2 separate regions of the Callithrix jacchus genome follow, and region 1 is linked to region 2. Evidence: chromatin contacts called from public Hi-C data. All regions are on one chromosome and are shown on one strand. Each heading gives the region's core, a stretch centred on a gene start, on an enhancer-like site or on the middle of the called end of the contact. The rest is flanking DNA. Distances are from core to core; before and after follow the strand shown.

Evidence for each region. Hi-C and Micro-C count contacts between places; a contact is called where the count stands out from the background.
Region 1: a Hi-C map of skeletal muscle shows a contact between it and region 2, with 2.7 times the contacts expected there. The contact joins the promoter of MTTP here to the promoter of LAMTOR3 in region 2. A contact is called at or near these places in 2 of 3 Hi-C or Micro-C datasets (both in skeletal muscle).

The regions. Positions count from the first base shown.
Region 1 is chr3:97,767,441-97,771,258 of calJac240_pri, forward strand. It overlaps MTTP (microsomal triglyceride transfer protein), which reads right to left and starts at 2,345. Exons shown (of 19, transcript XM_078366775.1): 1 at 2,056-2,345. TRMT10A (tRNA methyltransferase 10A) reads left to right here and starts at 2,052. Exons shown (of 9, transcript XM_078366777.1): 1 at 2,052-2,196.
Region 2 is chr3:97,477,420-97,481,480 of calJac240_pri, forward strand. LAMTOR3 (late endosomal/lysosomal adaptor, MAPK and MTOR activator 3) reads left to right here and starts at 2,755. Exons shown (of 7, transcript XM_002745555.7): 1 at 2,755-2,839; 2 at 3,162-3,207. The coding sequence starts at 3,199. DNAJB14 (DnaJ heat shock protein family (Hsp40) member B14) reads left to right here. Exons shown (of 9, transcript XM_078366772.1): 9 at 1-1,244.

The DNA.
Region 1 (3,818 bases), core at 1,095-3,594, 290 kb after region 2:
TGTCTTAAACTACAAGTATGCACTCATTCTTTTTAAGAATGAGCATCTGTTTCTACTCAGATGTCCTGCAGACTCCCCAGAATCCACATTTTAAAAATCAAACTATTTTTTCAAAACCTATTTTTCCTCCAGTATTCCCTAAATAACCCAGTTAATATTATAGTATTCCTACAGTTTTCCAAGTTAGAGAAACCCTCCAGGGTCACTGTCTCCTCCTTCTGCCTCATCCTATCCACAGCTTTTCAGTCATCTGCAAATCTATGACATGCTCAGGTCTCTGCTTTCACTGTTCCCAATATCCTAAACTTTTTTACTTTGAGACACCTGTAAAACTCCTACTTACTTTCCAAGATGAAACAAAATTATTCAATCTCCAAAACTATGTCCTGTGCCTCAAGGAGCAATTAGTTGTTTCTTTCAAAGTACAAGCATCTCAAGTACATGTTATATGCTTTTTATTTACTGCTGGCTCCCCTACTAGATTAGGGATTTCTTGAGGACACAGAGCATGATTTAGTCATTTCTGTATCACCATTATGACGACGAAAAGCATAGAACTTGATAAATGTGTCAAATAAACACATGAATTTTACAAATCAATGAAAATTCTGTTTCATATGATTTCACCTTCTTAAACTTTCCATGTTTCATTTTTTTGTCAAATTGACTTCTTTGGACTGACACTAGAGTCATTTTAGATTTTGCACCAAATGACTACAAAGTTAAATGTTTAGGACAAAAGAAAATGAATGTATTGGCTTCTTTACTAAAATATAAAGGTTTTTTTTGTTTTTGTTTTTTGCTTTAAAACTTGGCTTAAACTATCTAAGGATGCCATGTATTAACTCTGAAAAAAATGTATTATTATTTATAAAACAGATCCCATAGGAGCAACTGAACAGCTGTGGAAAGATTTGGTACATCACTTTGCCAGCCTGAATTTAATGACCTACATGTGAAGGGCTACATATCCAATTACTAATCCTCCCTCAGCTACTCTTTGCCCTGATATGGAGGCAGCTGAAAAAAGATGCCCTACTAACAGATCAGAAGTAGATCCAGACTTTTTTGCTAGGGCTCAGTTAAGAAAGATCTTTTAGGTTTGAGATGAGGAAGAAACAAAGAGGGACTCAGAACAGTGTTATATCTGACACAGTGTTTCAAGTAAAATTTAAAGGCTTATGGTGAGAATGACTCTAGCTTTGTAACTAAAGACAAAGACATTTCAGCTCTTTTAGAGAACCTCAAACTCTGAATTTAATTTTCTATTCATTGAAGCATTTAAACATGTTCAAATATCTTCAAGCATCAAGGATAATTTACTTTAAAATTCTTTCTATACTGAGAAGCCAGTCTTCTATTCAAAGATGCAAACCTCATTCTCATCTTCAAATTCTGCAATAATTACCTATTAGAAGAAGAGGGAAAAAAGCTAAATAGAAAATGACAATCTATGGGATTGTGTTTCACTTCTCTCTGTTGACAGAGTCTATATATAGAAAAAAGATTATATAAGGTCAAATATTATAAACAATGAAATGTCATCTGATGTTTTGCAAAACAGCATAAGAAAAATAGTTAAAGGAATGAATAAAGAGTAAAGCTATGGCTATTTTACTTGAGCCATAAAAAAGGCTTACAGATTCTAAATTTAAATGCATTTTATTGTGAATCTGACTCACTTTTTGAATTTAATTTTCCACTTATGTAAAATCATGTGATATGGTAATTTTCTGTATAAATTAAAAATAATTTAGGCAAGAGATGTTTTTCTCTCATTTTCAACACAGAAAAATTATGAGCCTTTCTTTGATGTTTTGCATTTTTAACAGTGGGACTATCTTAATTCCTCCACCCAATCACCACAAGAATATATGAATGAATGCACGTGTGCAGGTACACACTTAACTTCTTGAACTGGAAAAAACAGACGTCACTGTAACTAACTACATCACACTCCCAAAACCCTAACTCCGGACCCCGCCCCGCTTAAACCCCTCCCCTTTCTCCCATTGCGGGTTCTAAATTGGCGCAGTTAGATAACGTAAGACGCACCCGCCGTAGCCTCCACTGTGTAACTACCGCCCCTGCCTCTGGGAATTGAAGTTTCTGTGGAAGGAAGCAGGAGCGGTAACCAGGCCAATCCAGGAAGGCTTTTTTTCTTAGCTTTCACTTCCCTGTAAACTCTTCATATCGGTAAGTGTCCTGGCACTGGATGGCGCTCGCCCTCACTTTGGTATTGTTCGGGCGCTAACCTGGGCGTGCTATGCAGCCTTCGACTAGCAACAAGGGCTTCCGGGGGAGAGTGGAGCGGTGGTATGGAAGTGGTTGCCTGCGGTGCTGGTGCTGAAGGAAATGACGTTGATGATAGGCGCCCCCCGCGGCCTACTCAGCTGCTCTCTGGTTCGCCAGCGGCAGCTTAATCCCGCCTCTGGAGTGCGTTCGCTGGCGGGAAGCCTAGAAGACTGTGGGCGACGCTCCGCCCACACGGTGGGGCCCTTTCAGTCGGCGTGTGTTTTGGGGTTGCCGTTGGCCCGTAGTATGTGAAAAGTGAGTTTGCAAAGAATGAGAGGGAAATCTATACTCTAAAGGGCCGGAAAGCGTGTTTTGGCCCTGCCACTTCGTGGCTAGACACCGTAGGCTTTACAAAGCTGTCTTACCTCGTTTTTCCTGGGAGGGGTGACGTGGCTGAACCCTCTGAAATGTAGAGAGCCTGAGGGGAAGTTGCTGCAGGTGCCGTGAAAAGATCGAAGTGTTACTTGATTTCACTGACATATATTCAATTTGGGGATTTTTCTAGAGATATAAAGACAAGTTACTTGTCATTTTCTGAAAGAATCTCCTCTGCCCAAAAGGCTTGACAACTGAAGTTAACAAAGGGCTTTTCGCTGCTCCACGTTTAGCCAGCAGGTCTTTAAAAAGGGCATTACTGGCCAGGCGCGGTGGCTCAGGCCGGTAATTCCGACACTTTGGGAGGCCAAGGCGGATGGATCACCTGAGGTCAGGAGTTCGAGACCAGCTTGACCAACAGGGTGAAACTCTGTCTTTAGTAAAAATGCAAAATTAGACGGGCGTGGTGGCGAATGCCTGTAATCCCAGCTACTTGAGAGGCTGAAGCAGAATTGCTTGAACCAGGGAGGGGGAGGTTGCAATGAGCCGAGATTGCGCCATTGCACTCCAAGCTGGTCAACAAAGCGAAACTCCATCTCAAAAAAAAAAAAAGTGTCACTATCAAGTCATTAATTTCATTCTGCATTATTCCCACGTTCGTTCAGATTTTTCCGGAAGGGAGACTGTCATAAATTACCACGATTGTTTATCCCAATTCAAAACTTATGCAGTTTTTAAAAACTTTTTTTTCTTTTAGTCTTCATTGATTTAGGATGTATCCTCCTTGCCTTAAGCTGTGGTAAGATACGGAAATACAAGGAAGATTGAGATAGTTTGTAAGCCCACCTGATAACCCGTATCTGCAAATGAACCCCAGTGATTTTAAAAATTTTATGCTAAGTGAAATTTCACACATATATACATATATTTGTGTGAAATTGTATATATATATATATATATATATATATTTTTTTTTTTTTGGGAGATGGAGTCTTGATCTGTCACCCAAGCTGGAGTGCAGTGGGTGCGATCTTGTCACACTGCAACCTCCGCCTCCTAGGTTCAAGCGGTTCTTCTGCCTCAGCCTCCCAAGTAGCTGGGATTAGAGGCGTCCACCACCACACCTGGCTAATTTTTGTATTTTTAGTAGACAGGGTTTTGCCATGTTTGTCAGCCTGGTCTCGAGCGCCTGACCTCAGACCATCTGC
Region 2 (4,061 bases), core at 1,505-4,004:
CAGTTATTTGGCAGGCAACACATTCCTAGAATTCAGCTTCCTTTTTGGTTTTATTACTATTAAATAGATAGTTTCATATAAATGGAAACATTTTTCCTCAAAACAATTCAAAACATACTCCTTATATTAAGGATTGTGGCACCACATTTTTTGTAAATTCCCTATGTGTAACTTTTTCCTGTTGGTATGTGATTTTTTTCATTTAATATGACTCTGCTGGTGTTGGGGCCAATAGATTTGTGAATATTCTGTGGATATGTCCATGTATAGGTGTATATATATATTTTTTTTCCAGCTAATACCTCAAACGTGATTGTTTCATATATACCACACTATGTTTGCACAGAGCAGGGCTTCCATTAGCAGTGTATATTTTTATTTCTAACTTTGAAAATCTGTCCACACAATTTCATTGGTGTGAATTCTTTCTGTTGCTCTTTTTCATATTTTAATGCAGAGATTCCTATTATAAGGCCCATGCTTCAAACATAATTGTATCTTTCTATATCCAGCCATCTGGAAGCATATAGGGGTAAGAAGTATTTCTTGAAATGTCCTTGTTTAGTAAGTTAGTAAAATTTGGGATGACCAGTTGCCAAGATGTCTCATAACTGCATAGCAGATGACACCTGGCATAGATGTGAGCAAGTCTCATTCACTTCAGCACAAGATTCTGTACATTTCAATCTGATAGTCTACTTTGCCATTTAAGTACACCATTAAAATCATAGAGATTTTCAATGACATTGGAGTATTGTAATTATTAGTTTCAAAAATAATTATTTTGAATAGGACAGTTCAACCAATGAGAAGAAAACACACATAAATGATATTTTGCAGTTTATCTGTATTAAGAAATGCTTCTTGCCAATTTCTGCTTTTGGTTTTTGGATTGCTACATAACACTCCTTCCATTTACTTTATGCGTTTTTAAAAGCTGCAGGTAATTTTTAAGGTTTGATGGAATTTTAATGGAAGCCTTGTTTTAAGTTAAATGAAACTGGTAAAGGAGAGCTTACTTTGTCTATAATGTATTCAGGATCATAAATTAGATTTAAAAATGAAATGTCTGATTTGTAAAATATTTAATGTTATATCAGACTTACATAAAATTTTCTGTGAGAACTCAAATGCATTTGATTTTTAATGAATGTTCTGCTGAATGAAATACAAATTTTTGTCTTTCAGTCTCTGTAGTTTATCTCAATATATTAATAAAAAGAAGGTCTGTTCTCACTGTAAAATGTTTGGTTTTTTTTAAATCATGTTTTATACTCTTAATATGGCCACTCTTTCATTCATTTAGCTATTTAACAAGGGTGTCAATGCTTGCTATATCCCAGGCATTGAACTGAATGCTGGGAATTAATCATTGAATAAGACAAAAACCTGAAAGAGTTTACATCTAGCAATGAAAATAAATATCAAATAAATAATTATAATTATAATAAATGCTACAAAGAAAATTACAGGGTACAATGAGAGCATTTATCTAGAAGATCTAAACTATTCAGTGAGGGTCAGGGAAGACTTCTCTGAGAGTGAGTTTAAGCTGACACTCAAAAGTGAGATTAGTAGGAGTAAGGCAGAATGTGCTAAGCTGGTAAAGTGATAAAAATCTTTATGGAAGTGAAAACAAACTTGGGTGATCATAGCATAAGGGATCCACGGTAAATGAGAGAATTAAGATAGGGGCCAGATCCCCATAGAATGATATATAAACCATGATGCTGACATTGATCTTTATTCTAAGTCAACAAAATTGATTTTCAAGGAAGGAGTTCCATGATCTGATTTGGGATTTTAGAACATCATTTTAGTTGCTATATGGAGACTGGAGGGCAAAAGAAAATGTAAGAAAGATAGGAGGTTATTGTCAAAAGAGAGATGATCATGGCTTGGACTAAGGTAGGAATATAGTTAGGTGAATAGTTTTCAAAGATACTCAGGAGGTAGAATCAACAGAACTCTCTTTGGATTTGGGACATATGGAGGCAGCAATTAAAAACCAGGCTAAAATTTTCTGAAAAATTGGCTGTGAAACGGAGTAGCGGAAAAACGGTGGTAGCTGAAAGAGAATGTGATTTCTAAAGAAGCTTTTCTTTTGAGGGTCTCGCTCTGTCACTTAAGCTGGAGTTCAGTGGGGCGATCACCACTCAGTGCAGCTTCAAACCCTGGGCTCAAGTGATCTGTTTGCCTCAGCCTCCGGAGTACCTCCTGGCCGCACATCACCTAAGGCTAATTCTTTTTTGGGGTAGAAACGGGATCCTCCCTTCCAAGCTGGTTTAGAACTCCTGGGCTCAAAGAATCGTCCTGCCTTGGACTCCCAAAGTGCTACATGAGACCTTACTAATTTTTTTAAATTCTGATGTAGAAGGGGCTTGCTGCTCAGCTCATCACACCATCCCCTCAAATTTCATCTACAAGAAAAGGTTTTAAGATAATGGACCCTGAAAAACTAATGACATTTATAAACCCTCTCCGCAAGAATGCCTTGTAACACATAGCCTTGCTTGCATTTCCTGGGGTTCTTAGAGTCCAGCGATCTCGTACAAATTCCCTACCCCACAGCTGACGTCCTTCGGCCTGTGACACAAGGCGCAGGCTCAAGACGCGGTCCGCGGTGGGCGGGGGAGGGGCGAGGCCCGTCGGGCCCAGCACGCTCGCAGCTTCCGCCCGGCTCCTCCGGAAATCCCGTATTACGGGGCGACTGCGTAGCTAGTGCTTCCTGGGGCACAGAAGAGGTCACGAATCATGTGACAGTGGCTTGAGGAGGAACCGGTCTTTAAAGCGTCCCTGAAGTGACAGTGGAGAGAACCAGGCAGCGTAGAAACCCCAGGTAACTGGCGCTGCTTTGCCCGGTTTTGAGGTCTAGTCCCGGGAGTGGCGCGGGTGGTGATTCTAAACAGAAGGGGAGGACCCTCTCTTCTTTTCTTTGGGCCTAGCTCTTTCTGGTGAAGGGGCAGGGATGGGGTGGGGTGAGGTAAGGCGTGCCGGCTGAGTACCCGTGGCGGAGTTGGGGCACTCCGACTCCCACTGAACTCGATGGGCCAAGCCGGAGTTTTGCCTGGTTCTGTCCAGGCCTGATCTCTCTCATTAAGTTGGGGGTAGAGAGGACGAGGAAGCCAAGAGGGAAGAGTCACCGGGAGTTTCTCTTCCAGGCGTGGAGATTGATCCTGCGAGAGAAGGGGGTTCATCATGGCGGATGTGAGTGACACCCCCACATAAGAGGAAGGGGAGGGTGGGGAATTTGGAGGGGAATACTGAGCGGGGAGAGGTAGAGCTTCCCAAGTAGAAATTTGTTTTGATTCTCCCATCCCCACCCACCCCAGTTTTTCTCTGGTAACTGGAGTGGGAGACTAATATGAATGAATTTGCAGGATCCTGAGTTTCTGCCTCGAATGTGGGTGGAGGACATTAAGGTGCTTGAGACAGAAAATTCTATTCTCCCTACTCCCCAGTCCAGTTGGGGCATAAGAGAGGCTCTGTATATTTACCGTTTGAAATTCTGAATGGTGGTTTGCTGCCTGTCTCATCAGTATGTGGTCAGTGGGACATGTACCCAGAATCCTTTTTTTCCCGTAAGTGGTAACAATATCTCATTAGGTTTATTGCAGCAATTTAGGATGTGATTTCTAACCCATGCCTCTTTAGAAACATGGTGAGTTCTCTCTCTCTTTCTCTCTCTCTCTCTCTCTCTCTCTCTCTCTCTCTCTCTCTCTCTCTCTCTCTCTCTGTGTGTGTGTGTGTGTGTGTGTGTGTGTGTGTGTGTGTGATGAATGAAAGCTAAAGTAAGCTGATAGTCATAACATGAAATAGAATGATCATTTGGGTTTGGAGAATATTAAGTGTTGGAGGCACAAAACAACGGACTTCTAATTAATCCATGTGAGGTCAAAATTGATACCTAAATTGCCAATGAAATTCCTGGGATGAGAGTGTAACAAGACAATATAAAATAGTCTTATGGCCAGTGCTGTGGCTTAGTCTGTAATCGCAGCACTTTGGGAGGCCGAGGTGGAAGGATTGCTTGAGGCTGCGAGTTCAAGACCTGCCTGGGC